Linked DNA regions of Pan troglodytes: region 1 is linked to region 2. The links are chromatin contacts, called in public HiChIP or PLAC-seq maps. All regions are on one chromosome and are shown on one strand. Each heading gives the region's core, a stretch centred on a gene start, on an enhancer-like site or on the middle of the called end of the contact. The rest is flanking DNA. Distances are from core to core; before and after follow the strand shown. Region 1 holds the start of THSD4 (thrombospondin type 1 domain containing 4). Region 2 holds the start of LRRC49 (leucine rich repeat containing 49).

Region 1 (7,080 bases), core at 4,279-6,778, 230 kb before region 2:
GTTTATCCTTTTTCATAGGAAATTAATCTTCTTCTCTCTCCTGACTGTGCCTCTAAGAAAAATGGTTAAGTCAAAGACACGGTTCGTCATCCTCCCACCCCTGTAGTCACATGGCTGCATCCCCACCATAAATCAAAGCTGATGCCCCTTTCATCAGATGCCTCCAGATAATTCCCCTGTGATTTCCCTACTGGGGCTCAGAGGGCCAAGGCCTAAAGGGTTAACATCTCATTTCCTCTTGTCTTTCAAGCCTTAATCCCCATCCTGAGCTGGGTGCATTCCAAGCCCACCTGGAGCAGGTCATGACGAGCTCCCAGCCCATGGCTGGCCCTTCATTTCCCCTGGCAGGAGATTAGATGGGGTGCCCATTAATCACTCCATGCTTTTGTCCTCACTGCTGGCCAGGCCTTAGGCAGCTGGCCAAGGGCCGGGAGGGTGGAGCAGGCCACATGCTGCCCACCCGGTTGTGGGCTGCCCAGTGCCACCCTCCTGGGACAAGACACAGCGGCACTGTGAGCCTGGCTCACTGCCCTCGGACCACGCCCTAGAGAAGCAGGGCTAAGGGGCACCACTGCCTGGGATGACACCTCAGTGATCAGCTTCGGAAAGGCTGGTAGGAGAAGACAACATGGGCAGTACACTCAGCTGGGTGACGGGGTAGACAGGAAAAGAGGTCAACAGAAAGAGACCACTTTCCCAAGACAACGCATCAATACACAAAACTGCTGCCTCTTGTTCCATGGGTTCTTCTTTGGGCAATCTAAAGGGAAGCTGGGGAAGGGGAGTGGGGCGAGCAGAGATGTTGGATGGGTAATTCATTATTACTATCACCACGCAGCTGGGAGTGTTCATTTGCTAGGTTTGAATACACAGTTGTAACATTCAGCCCTGTGCCCTTCAGACACAAAACCCTGGATTTGAGGGGGCCTGAGATTATATATACATTTTTGTTACAGCAATACATTGAGCTCCAATTGTCTCAAGCACTGATCAGGCACAGAGTAAAGAAATGGGGCGAGAACTAACACTGAGCGCCTGCTATGTGCCTTAGGGCTTTGCCTTAAGCTCTGCATACCCATGCACTGGTCCCCCACCAGCCCTCCAGACTTTGGCCATCCTCTTGTTACACATGGGGAAACTGAGGCTGGGTGGGTAGGAAGTGGAGCAAGTCCAGTTGAATGAAAGAGATCTGTCAACGGCCAGATCCCATGCTGGGAAAGGAGGTTCAACTCACCGTGCCTGCAGGGAGGAAGGGGCTGGCTTTGCCTGTCCAGCCCTATTCGGGGGGTCCCAAACCAAGCAACTTGGGGCTCTTGAACAAACCCACCCTGGTCTTTCTCCCTGAGCACTCGCTCAGGTCCCAAAAGAAATTCATAGTGAGTCTGGTGGCAGGTGGGTTTACATGCCTTTGAGTAAGCTGAGGGGGCTGGGCCTTCAGGACTGAACTAAAGACCCCTCGGGCCAAAAGAGAGGACCCTCTTCCTGGCCTTGGCCACAACTCTCCATTGCTCACTCCTCAGAGTCAAAGTCAGGGCCTCTGTCAAAAAGGAACATGCTGCCTGGGATAAAGTGGCGTATTAACCCACCACCTGTCGCTAGAACCACATTGTAAAGGAAGACCAGGGCAGTGGTCCCCAAACCTGGGTGTGCAGAAGAATCGCCTGAGGTAATCTTAAAAACGCCAGTTCTCGAGCCCTGCTTCCACCCTGGAGCCTGTGTTTTCTTTCACCAGATCTGAATTTTGATTCAGATGTTCCTAGGACAACTGTTTCAGGAAATAATGATATAGTGGAAAGAACACCAGATTTAGAGAGCTGGGTTTAAGATTTCAGCTCCAAACCTGAGCTGCTGACCTCAGGCAAGTAAGCCTCAACTTTCTTACTGTACAATGCAGATGCTGATGTCTCCCTTCTAGGTGGCTGGGAGGATTAAAAGAGAAACCACTGAAAGCCCCAAGCATTGCACACACCAGTGCTCACTAAGCATGGCCCCAGTGAGGCTAACAAGCCAGCGAGGCTGTGGGCACAGAAGTAAGTTTTGACAGTAGGAGGAAAAGAGAGCAAAACAGGCCTAGATGATGAAGGGGTGTCCCAGCCTCAGCACAGCGGTCCTGCGGAGGAGGAGTAAAATTGGGGGATCCCAAGAGGGGGCCAGAGGCAGCAAAGCAGCCTAAAGCCAGAGCTTCCCCTGAATCTTCTCCTCACCTGCGTCAGCCTGCATCATGTGTTGGCTTCCAGCATGACATTTTTAATCCATTTTCACAGCGAGGATATTCAACAAATACACATGAAACCTTTATATCTGCGCGTAAGTAAACATCACGATTCTGCATACACACGCAAAGAAAAAGAAAAGGTGGGAAAACCAGAAAGAAGAGGAGAGAGAAGGGAAAAGTGAGATGAGGGGTCAAACCCAGGCAAATAGTCATGTGCTTTCAAGTGTGTTGGGGCCACTAACATGCAGACAGTGTGTTCCATGACCTGGAGAGGCCCAAGGAGGCTGCTCAGGGGAAACCTCAGAGTGGCTGGGGAGGCAAGGCTCATCCAGGCTGAACATAGAGCAGGCACAAAGAATGCAGGGAAGAGACACAGGAGTGTGTGCAAGAAAGGCTGGGTGGGATACACTGCCTGGCAAAATTTAGATCAGAAGAGGGGAAATCTGAATTTCTGAGCTGGGGATGGGAGGTGTGGGGAGGGCAGATAAGACCATGATAGAGACTGGGTGAGTGGAGGGATGGCCTTCAAGCAGGAAGGCGTTGGGATGGCTCTTGGATCAATAAAGTAGACTAGGATTAGGAAACATTTTAAATGCCCTGATGAAAATTAACCTGGATTCAACCGTGTCCATACAGTACTTTCCTATCTCTCAGTCTTTCCTCGAGCTCTTTCCTCTGCTTGGCCTGTCCTCCCTCCCCACCAGCCTTTCCCATCTCCTTGAACTCCTCCTTAGGCTTCAAAGCCCAGTGGTAACTGCCCTAGCTCCTCCCATGCAGAATCAATTTCTCCCTCATTCGCATCTCCTTGATGTTTTGCACATCCCCCTTGTATTGCGGTTATTTCTTTACTTCCCTTTCTCCCCTGGGTGGTTATTTATCATCTGCTAGCCTGTGGACTCCCTGAAGGCAATGATATTGTCTTGTTCATAGCGTAAGCTCCAGCACATAGTAACAGTCCCTGGCACATAGCAGATGCTCAGAAATATCTGTTGGAGATAAATTAAATAGAAGTGAATACTGGGGAGCCATTGTGATTTCTTGAGAGAAATGATGTGGTGAAATCAGAATTTCAGAAATATTAATCTATCAGCATGAAAGAAGATGGATTAAAATGAAGAAAGCAACTCGTGGCTGGGAGTCAAGAGGGGAGATTATTACTGTAATTTGGACATGGCTGAAGGTGGGGGCAGTGGGAATGGAGACAGGGAAATAATTCCTCAGATATCACAAAAGAATGTGGAAGAGATTTTGCGATGAATGAGCTATAAATGTGGGGGACAGAATGGGAGTGTTGGGAACATTTAAACATTGAGACTCCCAGCAATTAGGATAAAAGTGGTACCACGGAGAGAAATGTGGGGGATGGAGAAGACGGCAATACACAGCCTCTGTGTAGGATAACTGATGGCAATCTCCACAAGTTTTTCTAGGCAAAAACAAAAACAAACTCCAAGTCAAAAATCTCCCCACCCCTGATCTTCCTCCCAAACTCTGGGCTGTATTTTTCTTTCGCTAACAGCCAGTAAGAAACATTTCTTTATGGCATAGGAGACTAAAAAGAAGGTAATGCCAAGCGGGTGCCCCGCCCAGTGCTGGGCACAGAGGAGATCACATGAGTTCAACTGGCCAGCCTCCCCACAAGAAACCAACCCAGTTGCTTATTCAGAAGGGGCTCCAGTATCCTGATCACCCAAACTCATTTCCCAGGCCCAGACCTCTGGGAAATCCCTGCTCCAGCCCTGCAGAGATTTATAGGAAAGTCCCAGGACGCCCATCTGCTTGCTTCCTCACATTAATTTCAGGGCTAGGATTTTGTTTTCTAAAGGAATTCAACTATGATGCCAACAAAAATCTATAGGAATTGAAGAGTTCCGTATTTTAAGTCACATTTTTAAAATGTTTGCTTCTTTGTGTATTGAGACCCAATAAGACCCTAGTAAGTCCAGTTACTCCATCACCTCCAACAATATCAATCAAGTAGAAGACACGCAGATTTTAAAAGCTGTGTGATCCTTGAAAAATCTTCAGACTGTTATGGGTCCTGGGTGCCTCCAACTGTGAAAGGAGGGTTGGACAAGGCGGTTCCTTAGATCTCTCTCGGGTATCTATTTCTCTAATTCCAAATTCCAACAGGCATCCAATGACTGCTACCCACGTCCAAGCTTTAGACCCATAGCCCGAAAAGGGCGAAGCGCAGCGTGGTAGAGATCGCAAAGGAGACAGGAAGAGAAGCAAAGCATGCATTTTTAGTAAGACGGCAAAGGAGGCTGGGAGGTACGGTGCTGGGTGCGGACTGCTTAAAAAACTTATTAGACCACAAATTCCAGATACTTAGGTGGGCCCGAGAACGCCCTAAAATCCCCTTCCCAAGTCAGGGCTGATGTTATTTCAAAGAAAAAGAAAACTTAACTTCCAGATCTGTAGAGCTCCAAGGTGAGCTCGCTGTGCAAAAGCTACTTCTGTAAGTGCGCCAAGGGGCCGCAGGTACTTAGGCTGCACTTGAGGAAGTGTCCAGAGTTGGCGGAAACAACCCATCCACTCGGGCTCCAGGCGCTCGCTGGGTTGCAGCAACTAAACTGAGACAGACAGACACACAGATCCGAGGCCCCAGGCCAGGACTCAAGGAGCGCTGACCGAGACTTGCCCGGCTCTCGGGCCCCAGGCGGGAGGGAGGCGAGGCTGAGGTGGGGGGCGCACGGGCTGGGTGTGCACTCGCCGGTCCCCTCCGACCCAACCCGGGGAGCACGGGGCCCCGACCCGGGGACGACTGAGGTGGATTGTCCCTAGAGTTTAAGACTGTCCCTAGAGTCGAGGGTGGAGGGATGAGCGCCGGCGCCAGCACAGAGCAAGACTCCCAGCAAGGAAGAGAACCAGAGAAGGAGGCGCAGCCGTCCGCACGGAACAGGCGCGCGCTGGCTCCCCGAGCCCGGAGCGGCGCAGCCCGCGGCGCCCCGGACACACCCACTGGGTAGCCCGCGCCAGCCCGCCCCGCCGGCCAGAGAGCGGGAGCCGGAGCCTGGGCAGCGGAAGCCGGGTCGGGGCCGCGCGGGCGGCGCGCAGGGGACGCGGGGCGCGCGGCTCTGCTCACCTGGCGGTCCGCGTCCCGGAGCGACCGGCGGCCGCCTCGCCTCGCCTCGCCCCCGCGTGGTTCCCGGCGCCGGGCAGCCCCGAGCGCCGCCGCATGGACGGCCGCCGCCGCCCAGCCGCCCCGCGCCCGCCCTGCACGGGTTTCCGCTGTGCCCCGATTCCGCGTCGGGCTGCGCGGGCGGCCAGCGGTTCAGGCGCGAGCGGAGAGCTCTGGCTCAGAGTTTGCGATCCGAGAGCGGGATCCGCGCTCCCTCGGTCCTTCCTCCCTCCCCTCTTGCGGCCTCCCGCTGTCATCTGGAGCCGCTCCTGCCGCCCCCTGGCGGCGACCGCGGGAAGGGCCGGCCCCCATCCGCACCCCCGACCCCCGAGGTCAACAACAGGATGGTCCCTGGGTCCCAGGGGAAGAGACATCACCCAGTAGGAGGGAGCACGGTCTAGACAGAGGCCACGAGGGCGGGAGGGGGCGAGAGTGGAGAGTGGCCCAGCTGGCCAGGGTCGTCTAAGTGAGAGGAAAAGGGAGAGGGCGGTTGAGACCAGGCCCTGAATTCCGCGTTCATCTTATCCTGAGGTCTGTGGGGACCTGTTGAAGGACTGGGGCAGGGGACGGACGCGGGCATCCTTCCATGTGGAACAGCCATTCCGGCAGCATCAGGATGGGGCGGAGGCAAAGCGGGGAGTGGGCGAGGCAAGTGGTGCTGTAAACCTGTGCGAGAAGGGGGCGGTGACTCTAAGGGCAGGAAGGAGCCCTGGTCACACACACACTCCCACGCAACGTAGGACGCGCTGGGCTCCTTCTGAGGCCAAGGGGAAAGGACAAGAGCCCTCCAAATTCCAACTGGGGTTAGACAGCATGGGGAGGAGACACACACACCCTGACAGCCAGAGCCGTTCGGGATTCTTTCTTGTCTTATTCAGAGTAATATTTTGTTGGGGAAAAAAAAGCCTGCTGCAAAAAAATAATAATTATTATTATTATCATTAATAATGATAAAAATCAAACTTTGATCCCTTCGTTTTACGAATTGGGAAATTATTGCCCCCAAAAGGGCATGACCAAAGTGACGCGCTTAGTTAATGGAGGGAAAATTACTAGGGCCCAGTTTCTTGAGTCCTAATTCAGAGCCAAATTCTTTACATTCGAGCCAAGGTGTTCAGAGCTGGGAAGGCAGGAAATAGAGTGACTGTGAGGAACTGTCTCGTTTTTCCCCAGAGCAGGGAGGGGGTGACAAATATTTGAAGAGGCTGTCCAGATACAGGCGTTTCCCTAAATTTCAGTCAGCCTGTTTGTTTATCGCTGCCTCTAAAGCTTGCCTGCAGGGGTTGTTTTGAAAGTGCAGGTGTACCGAGAGGACAATGAAGGAGGTGGCAGAATGCAAGCTCCCTGCCCCAGAGCCAGGCAGCACCAGGGCTGGGTGCAGAGCGCTTCGTGGGAGCAGAAGGGAGCTCCCAGGGAAGATTGTCCTCCAGAAAAAAAAAAAAATTAACAAAAGGGAAAGTGGCTACTCAAGAGATTAGGCCAAAGAAAGAAACACCATTTTGAGCGCCGACTACTGGCCCAGAGCCTGGCAGAGCCAGTTCTGACTGATTCAAGAGCTGGTTCCAATGGGATGAAATAATTCCACACTTGATCAAACAGATTTTGATGGGAGGCACCTGGTGTAAATGGGATTAGATTAATTCTGAGTGTCACGAATCTCATGGGTCCAAATTAAGTCGATCTAACAGCTCTAGTAAATACTGGCCAGTTTAAACCATTTAGAACTGATTAAAAAAAAAAA
Region 2 (7,430 bases), core at 4,496-6,995:
TTCAAGATGGGGTCTTGAACTCCTGGGCTCAAGCAATCCACCCACCTTGGCCTCCCAAAGTGCTGGGGTTACAGGCATGAGCCATAGCAACCGGCCTGTTATTATTTATTTCTTATATTACTATTTAACTTACCAGATATGTAGCCCTTGTCTTCCCAATTAAATCTACAAGCTCCTTGGGTGATGGACCTCATTTTACATTCTTTATATTCTTGGTAAAATCTAAATTCAGTAGGCAGTCAATAGACAAATTAATTGTTTTTCCAGTTTACTAAGATTTAATTGAAAATCTATTTTGCGTGTGTTACTTCTGTTAAAAAAAATCTCAATACAAATAGCATCTCAAAGTGTTAAGAAGTATAATGGTCTAAATTTGGTAAGAATGTTCACTGCACTGTATGCTAGATACAGAGATGGCTGGATGGCTGGTTGGAAGTATGACTATATAGATGAAGAGATGGATGCATGGATAGATAAATGAACAGATGGGTGGATGGACAGACAGGTGGATGGATGGACGGCATAGTACATATGGCCATATATGTGTGTCCACTCGGCCGTGTCTTTGAGATTGTTTTGGTAACCAAAATCTTAACTCCAGATTTTCAGTGATTTATCATTATCTTAAGAGCAAAGTATTGCCTCTTCCCTTCTACACACACATTTTAAAATTCCTAATTAAGGGATTTAATCAATAAGGTCAGGTTAACTGAAATTTTATTATATAGTAGTTCCTGCAATATATGGCACTTATAAAATCTCAAAGACACAGGGGTTAACTCTTAACAATATTCTAAGAAGCCTAAAGAAATCACATATCAAGTTTTAACTCACTAGCTTAAATAAAATATCAAGTGTCTTTACTTTTGACTGAGAGTACCATTGGTTAAGTTTTGTGGACAGGCTATGATATGTTTGATTAATTTTGAAAAATAAGAAATGGCTGAAATTAATTATAATGATTGGGTATCAAGATACAGTTTATTAGACAGACATCCCTAAACTTTTCCTGATGAGGTGCTACTTACAATTTTTCCAAAATTTTATACCCTTGGAAGTAAAATTTGAGTACAAAAGTCAAGAAAATAAGTTGTGTGGCCTTCTTTGCATGAAACTGCCTGGAACTATGGAGGGAGCACATTGAAAGTAACCAGGTACACATTTAAGACATTTCAAATTAATATCCTGTCACAGAACCCAATTTTGAATAAATTTTTTAAATGAAAAACCAATTAGGTTTTTTTTCCTAAAGAGTTAATTCATACTGAATGGGTCATTACTTATGTATAAAACTTTATTCATCTCTCAGGTTCACAAAATTCAATACATCCATACTATTTCCTCATTAGCGAATATCTAGTAATACTTTACCACTTAAATAAGTTTGCCTGGCCAGCCGTCCTCAAATCTGTTTACTAACTGCCTACTCTAACTCAAGAAAACCTTAGTGAAAGTACTTAATTTTGATTCATGATTTCGGGAAAACTTTTAAGATATTGTTACCAAAAATGTCAAGGAAATTGACAATGCAAGCATAAAAACCCTAGTTGAGGCTTCACATCTATAATTCTGTACCTAAAACAGTGATCGGCACACAATACTTGCTTTATAAATAAGTATTGAACTGAATCAAATAAGGCAAAGACAGATGTTTTCCACACTGTGGAACTGCAGTTAGGCTGACGTCATGTCCAGCAATTGGCCAAGACAAGAGTGTAGAACGTAGGACAGAGAAAAGATATGTCAGATTAGATGGGTCCAAGAAGTAGGTCCAGAAATAAAAAGAGAGAGAAAATTAACCAATATTTAAAATTGCCATATGTTCCCACAGTAATAACATGAACCACCTAGAAAGACCTATACTGATCAGCCCTCTCATATAAACTCCTAAGAGGTAGAGGCAGTTTTGTATATGTGGATTCAGAAGTGTTTAACATGAGCACATTACAGAAAGCTAATGGCTGTCAGCAACAAACCAAGATTCAAATGTGAAGGAACGTTTTCCTTGATTTGAAAAATATATTTCAGAAATATAACCAGATCATGTGAGGCAGTATTTGTCAAAGGATGACCCACAAACCATATACCTCAGAATCACCTGTGACATTATTAAAATGCACATTTCCAAATCCCGCTCAAGACCTACAAAATCAGAATGGGGAAGATGGAGGGGGAGCACTAAGAATGTGCATTTTTAACAAGATCCCAAGTGATAGACACTAGAGTTTAAAGCCTTTAATATAAAATCTATAATTATATGTGATAGTAACAGGGAAAGATTGTTTCTTCTCTACTCCTGACTTTACATTCTTTCCTGATTTCCTTAATATTTGTGTTCCCATACTCTTACTCTAATTAGCGACTTCCAAATACTGTTCTAATACAGTATTTGAAACATTCTTTTTCCATTCTCTAGTGTATAGCCCACCCTCAAAGTAAAATAATAACAGCTTTTTTTCTGTATTGGAAATAATCTACTATGCTACATATATATAACCAATGATTTAAAAAAATACCAAACCAATTTGGTCCCAATGAACCATTTCATTTTAAATTCAAGTTTATTTGGATCTAGTAATTCAACATTATTAAACACTTAATATTATTCAAAAATGATGAACCACATCTGATCTCTATTCACTGACAATACCTTGCCTACTTGAGTAGTTTCTTTCAAGGTCATGTTGTAAAAGTCTACCGGGGAATGACGACGTGTCTTTATTTAGCTTGAATTCAACCTGAAAAACATTATTAAAGAAAAAAATATTTGGAGACGAATTTAACACCAAGCAGTGAAGATAAATTAAAAAAACATATAATAACTGATACACATGGTACAATGTGGATGAACCTTGAAAACATCATGCCAAGTGAAAGAAAACTGACACAAAATACCACATTGGCAAATCCATAGAGATGGAAAGCATATTTGTGGCTTCCAGGCATTTAAGGGAAGCAGGGAATGGGAAGTAACTGCTTAATGGGTACAGGGATTCCATTTGGAATGATGAAAAAATTCTGGAACTAGATAGAGGTGATGGCTGCACCTCTATCATTGTATTTTACCACCCACAAAATCAGGATCAATTTTATGAGGTCAGATAAAAGATATTCCAAGCTGAGACACTTCCAATCCCTCCACGCTCTCACCACAAATACAATGATTAAAAGAATCATTTGCTTCAAAAAAAAAACACACAATATAAATAAAATGCTGTTGAAAAACATCACTGTTTTGATCATTATAATCCTTTTAAATGTCCTATTATAATATAATAAAATTGTATATTTAAGCCTTCTAAGAAAGGTTTTCACTTGATCTAAAACTGATATAAAATAATTATCTGGTGGGAGGACTGAGAAAAACAAAACCAGAACAACTTCTTATGATTAGCCACAAAAAACCCCAAATATGTATCTTGAATAAATTAAGATGCTTCTAATGTATTCATACTATAAACATTATGTTGGCATTTGCATTATATCCTTGGGAATTATATGACCTAAAGGTATTTTCTCAGAATAGATGTCCACACAAAAGAAAGTGAATGGTTTGGAAAAAATATTTAGATGAGGCACACAGTTCTAGAAACATTATAATGGTGGAAAAGGATTTGTCCAGAGAAATCAATTAGGAAAGCTCTGGAGAGAATCCATTATGCTCAATTATAATAAATAATATTTTCAATTAATCTAACTGCTGTTTATTTGAGATGATCAAATTGTCTATTTTCTGGTGTTTACCATTTTCATATTCATATATAATGTAATCAACAGCTGCCTCCTTGACTAATGATGTCCTTCCATTTACCTTCCTCATGCCTTTTCTTACCCTTCTTCATGCTGTTATGTGTGAACTCTGCCCTTCACTTTAGAGTTCTTCCAGTGACGCCTATTTAATAACTTTTTAGGACACACCTGAATTGTGATGGTTAGAGGTTTCCAACTTGGTCAAAGGAGGAAAAATCATGTTGTGTCTTGAGACATAGTGTGTAGAAAGTAGGTAAGTATAAATGCTGAGGTGAGACAGAAAGGAAAGAAAAACATGTTTATCTCAAAATCTCAAAAATTAAATCAAAAGCCAGAAATTCTAGAAATGCTAGAGACATTATGGGCAAATAATCTTGGGGAAAAAAATCTCATATTCATATCGTAACTTCTAAATAACGTTAAGTCTAACATGTGTCCACTGCTAACCTATTTTTTTCTTCCCTGATTTTAAATGGGATGTGTGGATATGCCCTCCCAATTACCATTTTATCTAAGGTGTCATTAGTAGTAAGACATACCATTATTTTACCCTCTATTAAGAAAGAAAAAAAACCTCCCCAATTAAACTATGACATGCCATCAATTTTAAGAAGGCTCCTGATTTCAGAAATGTGTAAATATCACTGGGTGCGGTGGCTGTTGCCTGTAATCCCAGCACTTTGGGAGGCCAAAGCAAGCGGATTGCTTCAGCTCAGGAGCTCGAGAACAGCCTGGGCAACATGGTGAAACCTGTCTCTACAAAAAATACAAAAATATTAGCCGGGCGTGGTGGCATGCACCTGTGGTCCCAGCTATTCAGGAGGCTGAGGTGGGAGGATCGCTTGAGCCTGGGAGGCAGAGGTTGCAGTGAGCCAAAATTGTGCCACTGCACCCCAGCGCCCCAGCCTGGGTGATACAGCTAGACCCTGTCTCAAGAAAAAAAAAAAAGTGTAAATGTCAAAAAAAAAAAAAAAAAACCCTTAACCTTTTGTAATCAATAAAATCACATTAAGTTTTTTAAAGAGGGCTATTTTAGCTTTATGTAGGCAGAAAGTAAGAACTAGCTTTAAACTGGAAATCAAAGCAAATCTACTTAAATTTTTCAGTTTAGAATCTATCTACACTTTAAGTCATGCTGTTATTTGTGTAGAATTTAAAACAATCTTCAATTTAAATGCCAACCTTCTTAAATCTTACTTTGTTTTTTTCAGGAAGCGATGATGTTTGAATAACCAGATGAAGCCCGCAGTTCACCTGAAATGTAAAAATTAAACCATAAAATTTGCTCTTAATACACAAACACATATTTCCAAAAAAAAAAAAGGTACAAACAGAAATATAACAAAAAATTAGAACACAATGCTCTATTTCTGTTTCTGGTAAATGATCTTGTTCTGAGGATTTGCTGAAAAGAATAAAATCACATCTAAGAATTAAAAGGTTTCACTGATTTATTTTCCAAAATGTCGGCAGCAATTTAACCCTCTAGTTAGTACCTCAGGCTTTCGACATTTGCCATTCAGGTCTAAATAAACATCTCAATGAGACAGGTGAAGGAGGTGGGAGTCCCTAATGATAAATTCTCTTCACAGTTAAAAGGAAAAGAAAAGAAAAAGGAATTGACTGGCCAAAGGAATTTAAATAAACCCAAGCCTTTCACAGCAGACCAGCTCCACCTTCTGGGGAGCCCAGATCCTGGACAAGACTTTGAGTACCCATCATACAATATTAAATTGTGCCTTGGTCCAGCCCACGAACCTCAAACCCTGGTCAGACAATAGCTTGAGTAGACCCAGCGGTGCCGGTCCTAATAATACAGCCCATCTCCTAGGACAAAGACGCCAGTCAGAAAGAGTACCAGTGGGAAGAAAGAGAAAGTAGAAGGCCCAACTTACGTTGTTCGCAGCCCGGCCAGAAACAGAGCGATATTTCCCGGGAATCATGATAGGAGACAGTCCAGGTTCTCTGTTAGATCTGCCTTCCAGGTGACGCTACAGCGGAGATTCAAAGAGACCCGAAAGAGGTCATCTCCCAGGCAACCTGCTCAGGGTTACCATGGAAACGACCATTTCCGGCCTGGACCTCTCCCGAATCGATAGAGCCACACAGTCGTTGCAGCTTCTAGTTGTATTCGTGAGAGCCCAGTGCGTCACCACTTCCTCGTTCTATTTTCCCAGCCTCATAAAAACAGAGCGGGAGTATTGGGAGGAGGATAAGCTGGGGAAGAGGCTGGCCACACTGGTTGCTATAACCACCACCACTTCCGGTCCGTTCTTCTTTACGGCCCACCTCAGCGCTGCCCGCGCGAAATTTGTATCCCTCTGCGTGTGTCCACTGGCTCCTGGGGAGCAGCGCAGGGAGGAGGAGGAGGAAGATATCAAAGAGCCCTCCCATTGGGGGCCCCAGATCGCCACTTCCGGTGACCAGAGGTAGGGAAGGAAACAATCCCGACCCGGAGTGGACAGGTGAGGAGGGGAGGACTTGCCTCGCCGAGGCCGCTGCGAGGAGCGTGCCCAAGGGCGAAGGTCCAGGGAGCCCGGCTCCCGCGCACCGAAGACGGCCGCCATGCCGGCCCGTTGTGTGGCCGCCCACTGCGGCAACACCACCAAGTCTGGGAAGTCGCTGTTCCGCTTTCCCAAGGACCGGGCCGTGCGGCTGCTCTGGGACCGCTTCGTGCGGGGCTGCCGCGCCGACTGGTACGGAGGCAATGACCGCTCGGTCATCTGCTCTGACCACTTTGCCCCAGCCTGTTTTGATGTCTCTTCGGTTATCCAGAAGAACCTGCGCTTCTCCCAGCGCCTGAGGCTGGTGGCAGGCGCCGTGCCCACCCTGCACCGGGTGCCCGCCCCGGCACCTAAGTGGGGAGAGGAGGGAGACCAAGCAGGCCGCCTGGACACGAGAGGAGAGCTCCAGGCAGCCAGGCATTCTGAGGCTGCCCCAGGTCCAGTCTCCTGTACACGCCCCCGAGCTGGGAAGCAGGCTGCGGCTTCACAGGTAAAGAGAGACCACCGAAGGTTGTGTAAGGACCCCTGGACTCTGGCTGGGCTCCTCCACTTAGTGTCACCTTGGGAAAGGCACCTCATCTCGAAAGTTCCTGTTTTCTAATCTGCAAAGTTAGGGGTGTGCTTTAGAGGTGATCTCCAAGGTCCCACTTATCATTAACACTTTGGAATTAAGTGACCCAGTTAATTCCTTCTAACTGCTCCTCCCCCAAAACACACACACACACACACACACACACACACACACACACACACAGTCTTGTCCTGCAGAGTAGTGAGTTGCTTTCACTCGCTGCTCCAGAGTTTTTAAATAGAAAGGGTTTAATTTGAGCAAATCTCCAGGATTGGAGTGCTTGAAACTGTGTTTGCATAACATTACATAAGCTTGAGGAAAGTCCCTTATTTGTATCACAAATGATGGGGCGAAGGAGATGTGGAGCTACAGATGAAGATGATGGAGCTTGCTAATAAATCCCTTCCCACCCCAAGCTTCCTTTATGACTGATAACTAGCTCCAGCTGCCTTTAAGTTCAGTATCCCTAGTGAGCTGACTTTCCCCATCTTGCTCTCTTCTGCCTACTTTTCTGTTCCTTCTAAACATTGTTTGCACTCATTTTGCATCTGGTTACTACTACCTTCTTCCCCACGTACCATTTTAAAGAAAACTTTCCAGCCTTC

The links. HiChIP or PLAC-seq counts read pairs in DNA pulled down with a chosen protein or histone mark.
Region 1: an H3K4me3 HiChIP or PLAC-seq map of stem cell-derived excitatory neurons shows a contact between it and region 2, with 2.3 times the contacts expected there. The contact joins the promoter of THSD4 here to the promoter of LRRC49 in region 2. A contact is called at or near these places in 1 of 7 Hi-C or Micro-C datasets (stem cell-derived neural progenitor cells) and 1 of 1 datasets of contacts at active chromatin or transcription factors (stem cell-derived excitatory neurons).

The regions. Positions count from the first base shown.
Region 1 is chr16:63,113,701-63,120,780 of NHGRI_mPanTro3-v2.0_pri, reverse strand. THSD4 (thrombospondin type 1 domain containing 4) reads right to left here and starts at 5,528. Exons shown (of 18, transcript XM_009429466.5): 1 at 5,304-5,528. CT62 (cancer/testis associated 62) reads left to right here and starts at 5,499. Exons shown (of 4, transcript NM_001252009.3): 1 at 5,499-5,870.
Region 2 is chr16:62,888,435-62,895,864 of NHGRI_mPanTro3-v2.0_pri, reverse strand. LRRC49 (leucine rich repeat containing 49) reads right to left here and starts at 5,745. Exons shown (of 16, transcript NM_001246364.1): 1 at 5,646-5,745; 2 at 4,948-5,004; 3 at 2,651-2,738. The coding sequence starts at 5,693. THAP10 (THAP domain containing 10) reads left to right here and starts at 6,243. Exons shown (of 3, transcript XM_523207.7): 1 at 6,243-6,744. The coding sequence starts at 6,316.